Linked DNA regions of Sus scrofa: region 1 is linked to region 2. The links are chromatin contacts, called in public HiChIP or PLAC-seq maps. All regions are on one chromosome and are shown on one strand. The core of a region is the stretch at or near the end of the contact, and the rest is flanking DNA. Distances in the headings are between cores, read along the strand shown. Region 1 overlaps TTLL11 (tubulin polyglutamylase TTLL11). Region 2 overlaps DAB2IP (disabled homolog 2-interacting protein).

What was found. HiChIP or PLAC-seq counts read pairs in DNA pulled down with a chosen protein or histone mark.
Region 1: an H3K27ac HiChIP or PLAC-seq map of skeletal muscle shows a contact between it and region 2, with 5 times the contacts expected there. The contact joins two enhancer-like sites. A contact is called at or near these places in 5 of 47 Hi-C or Micro-C datasets (embryonic fibroblasts, heart right ventricle, psoas muscle and 2 more) and 1 of 2 datasets of contacts at active chromatin or transcription factors (skeletal muscle).

What each region holds. Positions count from the first base shown.
Region 1 is chr1:262,092,365-262,096,752 of Sscrofa11.1, forward strand. All of the region lies in intron 5 of TTLL11 (tubulin polyglutamylase TTLL11), which reads right to left. Among named protein-coding and RNA genes, the nearest start is that of TTLL11, 110 kb to the right of the region's middle. Within about 2 kb of position 1,982, at least 13 of the 83 cell types and tissues checked have an H3K27ac peak or open chromatin away from gene starts, as enhancers often do. A contact at or near this core is called in skeletal muscle, where this site is marked.
Region 2 is chr1:261,842,391-261,846,693 of Sscrofa11.1, forward strand. It overlaps DAB2IP (disabled homolog 2-interacting protein), which reads left to right. Exons shown (of 18, transcript XM_003353636.5): 11 at 519-720; 12 at 2,548-2,726. Among named protein-coding and RNA genes, the nearest start is that of DAB2IP, 110 kb to the left of the region's middle. Within about 2 kb of position 1,806, at least 1 of the 83 cell types and tissues checked has an H3K27ac peak or open chromatin away from gene starts, as enhancers often do. A contact at or near this core is called in skeletal muscle, where this site is marked.

The DNA of each region.
Region 1 (4,388 bases), core at 732-3,231, 250 kb after region 2:
GTATATTTGCAAGAGTCGCTATGGATTAGATGTATGAAGGGAGAAAACGAAGAAATAAGCATGATTCAGGTTTCTGGTCTAACTGAATGCTATTCATTTACTAAAATAGGAAAGACAGAGAGAGTAAGTTTAGGAGAGAAATCAAGGTTTGATTTTGAACATGTCCAGTGTGAGATGTCTGTTAGAAACTCAAGGAGAAAATTAAAGTGGGCAGTTGGATAGACTGGTGTGGAGTTCAGGGAGAGCTCAAGACTGGAAATACAAATACAGGAGTCAACAGCACATAGCTGGTACTTACAGCCATGGGGCTAGAAGAGGGCCTTTAGGGAGTGATTGTAGGTAAGAGAGGAGCTGGAGTCCTGGGATCTCCATCATTGGCAGGTGCAGAAGGGGCTGAGAAGCAGCAGCCAAAAAAGCAGGGGGGAAATCAGGAGGGTGTGATGTTGCTCACCTTTTTCTGCTTGGCAAATTCTCCTTCATGCCTTAAGCTCCAGCTTAAGCATCTCTTCCTCCAGGAAGCCTTCCTTGACTGAGTTAACTGGCAAAGTTAACTGCTCCTTTTTCTGTGCTCTCCCAGCATCCTGTACTTGCCCCCACCCCCACCCCTGGGCAGCATTCATTACATGGAAGGGTAATGCCCACGTGCCAGGCTTCCCCACTACACTTTACACCTCTTAGGGGTAGGGCTGCCTCTTATCCATAACCACAGGCTCCACAGCTAGCTCAAGGCTTGTCCCAGTGGGTGACCAGCAAACACATCTAGAAGGAAAAAAGCTTAGATGTCAGAAGTGGTCAAGGAAGGCTTTACAGAGAAGGTAGGATTTGAGCAGCACCTTGTCAGAAGGCATTGAACTGCAAACAAGAGTGAGATGAGGAGAGAGCCTGGCAAGCCAAGACAGAGCAGAGGGCAGAATTGGGGAAACACAACTTACGTACAAGAGGCAGGAAATCAGCTCTGTTTGGCAGGCCCTCGGGGCTCAGGAAGGATGCAGAAGCAAGGCTGGGGCGAGGCTGGGAGGCATCCAGTGCCAGGACTTGTCTCTCCAACTGTGCTCCTTGGAACACCGGTGTTCCATGACATTGTAAATGTTACTAGTTCATGGTTTTCCCATTAGTTCAAGACACTGCTTCATAGACCCATTTGAGAAAGATTTGTTTGTCTTTTTAGGGCCACACCCTCAGCTTATGGAGGTTCCCAGGCTAGGAGTTGAATCAGAGCCATAGCCTCTGGCCTAGGCCACAGCCACAGCAGTGCCAGATCCGAGCCTTATCTGTGACCTACACCACAGCTCACAGCAATGCCAGATCCTTAACCCACTGAGGGAGGCCAGGGATCAAACCTGCGTCCTCATGGATACTACTAGTCAGATTTGCTTCCGCTGAGTCACGACGGGAAGTCAGAGAAGGACTGTTGTCACAGATAACACATAATGTCATAATAATGACCTTTTATTGAGAGACTGCTACGTGCTGGGTCCTGGGCCAGATGTTCCACGCGGCTTTTCTCACTCCATCTGTGAATGACTCTGGGAGGCAGGTACAAATATTATCTCTCTCTTCAGAAAAGGAAACTGAGGCAGGAAAAGGCTAACTTGCCAAGCTCCCCAGCTGGAGTTGCTGGAAGGAGGAACCAGGGTTAGTGCAAACCCAGGACATCCAGGAACAAAACCCAGGCTGGTGCATAAGCACTCACTGCTCCGTCACCTTTTTCCTGGGGAATGTCTGGGGCTGACGGGGAGGGGGAGGTCAAAAGAGCAAAGAAGGAAGAGGAGAAGCATTTCGAGGAGGTGCCTCCTCCAGACACCGGAGGGAAAGGATCATGGTCAAGGAGAGAAGTAGACTCAGAGCTAGAGGACGAGAGAAACCGAGCAATGAAATTGGGGTAGAATGTTCACGAAGGTTGATCTGGAAACCGTTGCTCTGCGTGTGCATTTCTGCCACATGAATCATCAACACCAGATGGACCTGGCTGTTTAAGCCAGGGTCACAGAACTGCCCTCAAGAAGACGGACGGGGGATATGTTGCTGGGGGCTGCCTGGGCAATGACAGGGGGACAGGCCGGAATGACAGGGCAGCCACGTTCCTAGGCAACAGATTACAGGAAACTTGCCCACAGACGAGCCGCGCCAGCCCCTGCTCCGGGCCATCACAATTTCCCAAGTAGTTATTGTGGCTGTGATTGGAAAGGGGTCACAGTCACATGTTTTAAGATAAATGTAATTTTGTTGGCTAGAGTTTATGTCCTGGAAGGCTGCCGTCTGGGCCAGGCCCAGGCTACAAGCAAAAGGGGCGTCCGTGACAAGGAATTAATCTGTTACATATGTGTACAACAGTAGCGTGTGCAAAGCCCTTCCTCATCTTTGTCTCATGTGAATTAGTTCACAAACCTGTGGGGTAGGCGAGGAGACCGAGGCACAGACAAGACTAAGACAAGATCACACAGCGAGTCGATGGCAGAAGCACATGCTGTCCCTCAATCTTCGGGTTCCAAGTTCACGTGTTTGAGATCCAAACAAACAAGTGTTTTCACAAGTGCTAAGAATAGAGAAAGCAGGAGAGAACTCCAAGGACTTCAATCTCTTTGACTCTGAGATGCACGGTAAAATGGATTTCAGTCATCTAAGGCTTTATACCTTTTCACCCTCATCACTTTACTCCAAAGAAGGCAGGTAGGGAAGAGAGTAGAGGTGATTCAGAGAGAAAGAAACAGGCTCAGGGTGGTGAGGAAACATGCCCAAGGTCACCCGGCTGGGAAGAGGACAGGCTTCTCCCAGGAGTGGGGTGGGGTCAGTTCTGGCCCCTGCTCCTCTCCTGACCCCAGGCCTGGCAGCACTTAGTGTGGTCAAGCGGTAGGAAACGGTCACAGGGCTGTGGTTCCCTTTGCCGGATGTGATCTGTCCAAACCAGTGGCTCCCGCCCCATTGGCCTTCTAGCCCCCACAGCGTGGGCCCCTGGTTTCCACCCCCATGGGCACCCCAAGCCACCCGTCCACAGTGAGACAAGCTGCAAAGCCACCGCCCCAGCCTTCCACCCTGCACCCGCGCCATGCCAGGCCTCTGTGGTTTGGCCGTGCACGCGGGCCCACATGATACTCCTGGAATAGCTGTCACTGTCGAACAGATGTGACCACACAATCCCCCGGGTTGACCCCCGGTGGCCTCCACGTTGCAACTAGCCCTTCACCCTAAGCTTCCAAAGGCTCCAGCTGGGACCGGTTCTCTCTGGTCCTGCCTCTAAGTGTCCGCTTTCTAATGCCCTAAGCCAACTACTGATGGCTGAGCTGGACATCCTGCCTGAGAACCAAAGCCTGGCATCCAAATGCCTCAGGACAGATCTTTGGGTGACAATTAGCCCTTCCTGGGACTGATCGATGCTGGAAGTCCCCTCCCAAGGCTTCCGCCAGCCTCCTGGAAATCCTGCTGACCGGTGCCCAGCCCTCAGGGTCGTCCCTCTGCATTTATGGCTGCAGCTTAGGACCAGCCTCCTCTCCGTCAAACGAATGTCCCGTCCATCAGCAATGCTGTCCCACTGCCTCCCCTCCCTTCTTGTTCCACGTTACTCGTTATTCCCCCGCCAGAGCCTTAGAGAAAGGACTAGAAACAACTCGGATGTTCACTGACAGAAGAACCGATGAACAAATTGCACGCGTTTACCACAGATACACAGCAGTGCAAATGAAATGGAACCGATGATCCACAGCCACATGTGGTGGAAAAGAAAGTTGCAGAAGCCCACGTGCTTGATGGTCATGTTTTTATAAAGCTCACAAACCAGTGACACAAAATAATATATTGCTTAGGGATACATTCACGTATAATAAAAGTATTCTTTTTAAAGAGAGGAAATGATGAACATAAAATTTGGGATGATGGTTACCTGGGGGTGAGAAATGGGATGGGGGAGAAGTGAGCGAGGTGGGGATCTCGGGCTGGGAGGCGAGTTGGGGATAATCACTTGGCGGTTCTGCTTCACAGCTTAGCACGTGCGCCATGCATTCTTTCTCAGATGGTAACTGCTCCAAAATAATCTTAAGGATTCAATGAAGACGGTCCCAGAGGTGTCCTTTATATCATCTGCTCCCCATTCTGATTTATCGCGTTGCAGGAAACTGTGTGCCTGGACTCCCAGTCCCCCACCCCCACCTTTGCCACCAAATGTCCAGGAAGAGGCCGCTCCTCCTGTCCCCATCTCCTCCCCTCCCACACGTCGGCTCAGGCTACTACCCATCTCCCTGTCCCGTCACCCCAGGACATCAACGGACTCTTTCAGCTCTGGTCTCACATGGCATCTCAGCAGCGTCTGGGGTGGCTCACCCCCACCTGCTTCTTTGCCAAGCATTTAGGCTGCTTCTTCTCCTGACATCCCTTCTCGAGCTCGAATGGCTCCT
Region 2 (4,303 bases), core at 556-3,055:
AGCACAGCGGCGGCAGTATTAGGTCAGGGTGGCCGCAGGGTCAGGGTGATTAGAAGATAAATTCGGCCAGTTGTGGGGGAGGAGGAAGGAGGAGTTGACTGACCACCGCCAGGCTTGTAGCATCTACACTGGGGATAGCGAGTCCTAGAGGAGGGGGCCAGTGCGGGGTGACGGGGGCGACCTCAGGTCTGCCCAAGCTGAGGACACAGGGAGGTGCCCACGGAGTACGTGTCTGAAAGCTGAGCAGAGAGACCTGGCCAGGCCTGGATTGAGAGCCATCTGCCCCCAGGCCGTTGACCATCGGGGGAAGAGGATGGAGACTGTGACCGGCAGCGAATGGGGAGCGAGGGCCGCGGAGCATTCCAGGTCCCATGAGGAAGGAGGACCCCAAGTCAGAGTGGACTAGTTGGCTGGGGAGCGAATGGCGGGGAGGGGTGGGAGCTGAGGAGGTGAGGGTCTCAGAGAAGGGGCTTCCTGGGCGGGGCCCAGGGCGCTTAGCCTGTCTGCTCCACTTCCAGATTTGGCAGCAAGGAGGAGTACATGTCGTTCATGAACCAGTTCCTGGAGCACGAGTGGACCAACATGCAGCGCTTCCTGCTGGAGATCTCCAACCCGGAGACCATCTCCAACACAGCTGGCTTCGAGGGCTACATCGACCTGGGCCGTGAGCTCTCCAGCCTGCACTCGCTGCTCTGGGAGGCCGTCAGCCAGCTGGAGCAGGTGCCTATCCGCACAGGGCCGAGACAGGGCAGAGGGGGCGCTGGAGGCTGCGCCTCCTCCCACAGCGTAACCACAGAGGTCAGAGGGGTCACCTGTGTGGCGTGGATCAGCAGCCCTGCCCGAGCCCTGTCGGCAGACACCAGGGGATCTTGGGGCCACTTCCTTGGAGGGGGCGCTATGTCCACTCGCCCGGAGAGCCCACTCTGTGTGCTGGGGCTGCAGCTGTGTCTGCACGCACACTGCATCACGTGGGTGGAGTCCACGGGTGAAGGTGTGCTCCCTACCTGTAAGAAATGTGATCGAATTTAGCTGCTTCTCCGAAAATGTCTTTGCTCTGGGTTTTAAGTTCGCTGATATGAAAAAGATAGACTCTGAAGATACTGCACCTCAACATGTCAGGCAGGATATTACAAACCTTTCCAGAACTGCCCTTGACCATCAGCTGAAATGGTTATTTCCTAGACCCCCCGACCTTGCTGCAGCCACCTGGAGGGGAGCCTCTGTGGCCTGGGGCTCCACTACCCCCAGTGGCCCCAGCCCACACCCAACAGGTTCTTGGCAGCAAGGGCTGGGCCTCCCAGGATCCACATCCAGAGCATCTGTTGCTTCCCAGGGCTCTGAGATCATCTTACAAAAGTAGCTACTGCTGAGGCAGGGCTGGAAGGCTCCCTACTCCTGTCCCATCCCTACAGGTGACCACTCAGGGCTCTCTGGTGTTCAGCCTTCTGGATATATCTGTGCATATGTTAAGTACACATAGGCAGAGTTCTTTCCCTTTTTGTTAAAGGGAGAACTGTGCGTGCCATGTGCATTTCTCACTTCTCTGTTGTGGGCGTCTTTCCACCACAGTACATGCTGCATCTTCACTGTGACCTTTCTAATGGCCACAGGCTGTCCAGTCATATGACTGCACCGTTTATGTCTCTGGACACTCAGATCAGTCCCAGCTTTTTCACTACAAACAGATGCTGTTGCAGTCATTTCTGTTCCTTTATGTCTGTTGCCCTTTGGCTGCAAGAGACCCAGGAGGGAGAAATGGAAATGAGGTCAAGTCCCTTTCCTCCACTGCTGCCAGCACTGGTCACTCTGCTGTCACCACTTAGCCCCTGTGCCAGCCACCGTCCTCCATATCTGTGTGGCCAGGCAAGAGGTAGGGAAGACGGTCAGCAGCCGTCACAGCTGACAGCGTTGAAGCAGAATTTAAAATTGAGCTGTTGGCCGCTCACGTCTCTTCTCTTTTGACCATGTGAGTTATTTCTTTTTGCACAAAACCCTAGGTGGAAGCCGGGCGTTAAGCAGGTGAAGGCAGAGTCCCTTTTCCCCGGCCTAGAACCTTTAGCACCACAGTCTGAACCAGGGCAGTGAGGTTCAGATGAGCCCAGTCACTACGCTGTGCCTGACCAGCCATTTGTAATCTGTCTAGTGGTGCCTGCTCCATGCCTGGGCCATCGCCATGGGGACTCAGGTGTTAAGGTGGGTCCAGCCCACCCTGTGGAGTAGGTGACTTGATGGGGCAGTGTCCCAGAAGCCTCTCCAGTGGGAGGTGTAGGTGGGGAACTTCTGGGGTCCCCCGTGGCCTTTCCTCTCTGGGACCAGTGAGGGTGGAGGGTTTGGACAAGGTGAGCATTTCTCCCCGTGGACCTCCCGTCTTGTCCCAGAAATGTCTGAGGAACTGGTAGGAATGTAATTTGAGGCTCATTCCCCGCTTCCCAGACCTGCTGGATTTGACTGCAGGGCAGGGCGGCGGGCCTGCATTTCTGACGACTCAGCACTTTCGAACACAGTGGCTGCAGTGGATCACACCTGCCTGTTGCTCTGTCTTTGCAGAGCATTGTATCCAAACTGGGGCCTCTGCCACGAATCCTAAGGGACGTCCACACAGCGTTGAGCACCCCAGGCAGTGGGCAGCTCACAGGGACCAACGACTTGGCCTCCACGCCTGGCTCTGGCAGCAGCAGCATCTCAGCTGGACTTCAGAAGATGGTGATTGAGAACGATCTCTCTGGGTAAGAATTGTCAGGCACGCCTCGAGTTGTGGGGTTTACCGGTAAGCCCATCTGCGTTCTCATTTGGGGAGGAGGATACCTCCACAGGTGTTTATAAAACAAGCCGGATGAGACTCACTGTGTTCTGCAGGCCCTAAGTGATGTTCAAATAGTGAACTTCTATTTGGGAAAAATCAGAGAAGGCTTCCTGGAGGAGGTGGTGCTACAGTTTTGAGCTTTTTTGGAAAAGTAACATTTCCATTAGTAGAAAAGACATTCTAGGTATAGGGACCAGCACAAACAAAGCCTAGAGAAACGACACCTTCTGTTGAAGAACAATTACGGTTCCCCACCACTTGTGCATCACTGGTTTGTGAGTTAAAAATACCTGTTTCCTCATATTTCCTATACGTGAATCATAATCGCCACAAGTGGTGCACAAGGGTATATGTTTTCAGGAGGTGCTCAGGTGACTCTGCAAGGCTTAGAGACCAGGAGCCCCAGAAACTAGAGAGATGCTGAGGCCCAGCCCCCTGAGCCCCCAGCCCTGGGGCAAGAGCCTGTAAATCAAGCACATGTACACACAGTGGAGGGAAAGGCAAGTGTTCTCAAGTGTTGACATCAAAATAAGGACATTCCTTCAAAAGCCCTGGCATATACACTGGACTGTCATGTCCCATCATACCTTCCGCTCCTCTCCCAGGGCCATCTGGGACCTGCTAGCAGGCATGAGGCTGGAGCAGCAGAGGTGGGAGCTGTCTGACTCTGGGCTGGTGGCAGCAGCAGCAGCAGCAGGCTTTTAGCAGGCAAGGGCATTGAGTCAGGGCCTGGGGTGTGGCGCGTGGGACTGGAGGCCCAGCAGGAGGCCGGAGATGCGGAGACCTGACACCCTTCCCGCATCCCTCTGAGTCTTGAGGGGGGCTGTTCATACAGCCTTTCAAATGAAGCAAAGCAAGAGTTCAGATGGGGACCTGCTTTGCCCTAGAGGTGGCTGGGCACATGGGTTCTTAAGAGACCTGACGCGGCATGTGGCAGGATGGCCAGGCTCATGGTTGGTCTGGGTTTCTCCCAGCTCCACCTGCTGCTCTTGTCCACTTCTCAGCCCACCAGTGCTTTGGCCCTGGTGGTCGCAGCCTGCCTGCCTAAGTCCCATCACTTGGGGCCTGGCACTTCCTCTTCCAGCCCAGGCTAAGCCATACTCTATACCAAGCCCACGCCGAACCCATAAGTTCTTGCTGCCTCCCGCCCACACTGAGCCCTGTTCCCCCCACATCCCTTCCTCCAAAGCCCACCTGGCCCCACCACGTGCCTTCTTGCAAGGAGCTGGCTTCCAGGTGGGGTCCGGAGTGGGGCCGGAAGACCTCTTTGGGGGGGGCCACTGCAGGTGCAGACCCTCCCTGCCTGAGTCATTCCTGGAGGATCCTCCTGACTCCTTGTTTTTGCCAGAAGCTCCAGCCCCCGCCTGCCAGTCAGACAAGGGGTGGCAGCAGGAGGCTTCAGCAAGAGGCTTTGCTCAGTGCAGGCCCCCACTCAGGTTATCAGTCTGATTAGGAACAAGAGAGAAGAGGCAGAACCTTTGTGGCTTTGAAGTTGGGGTT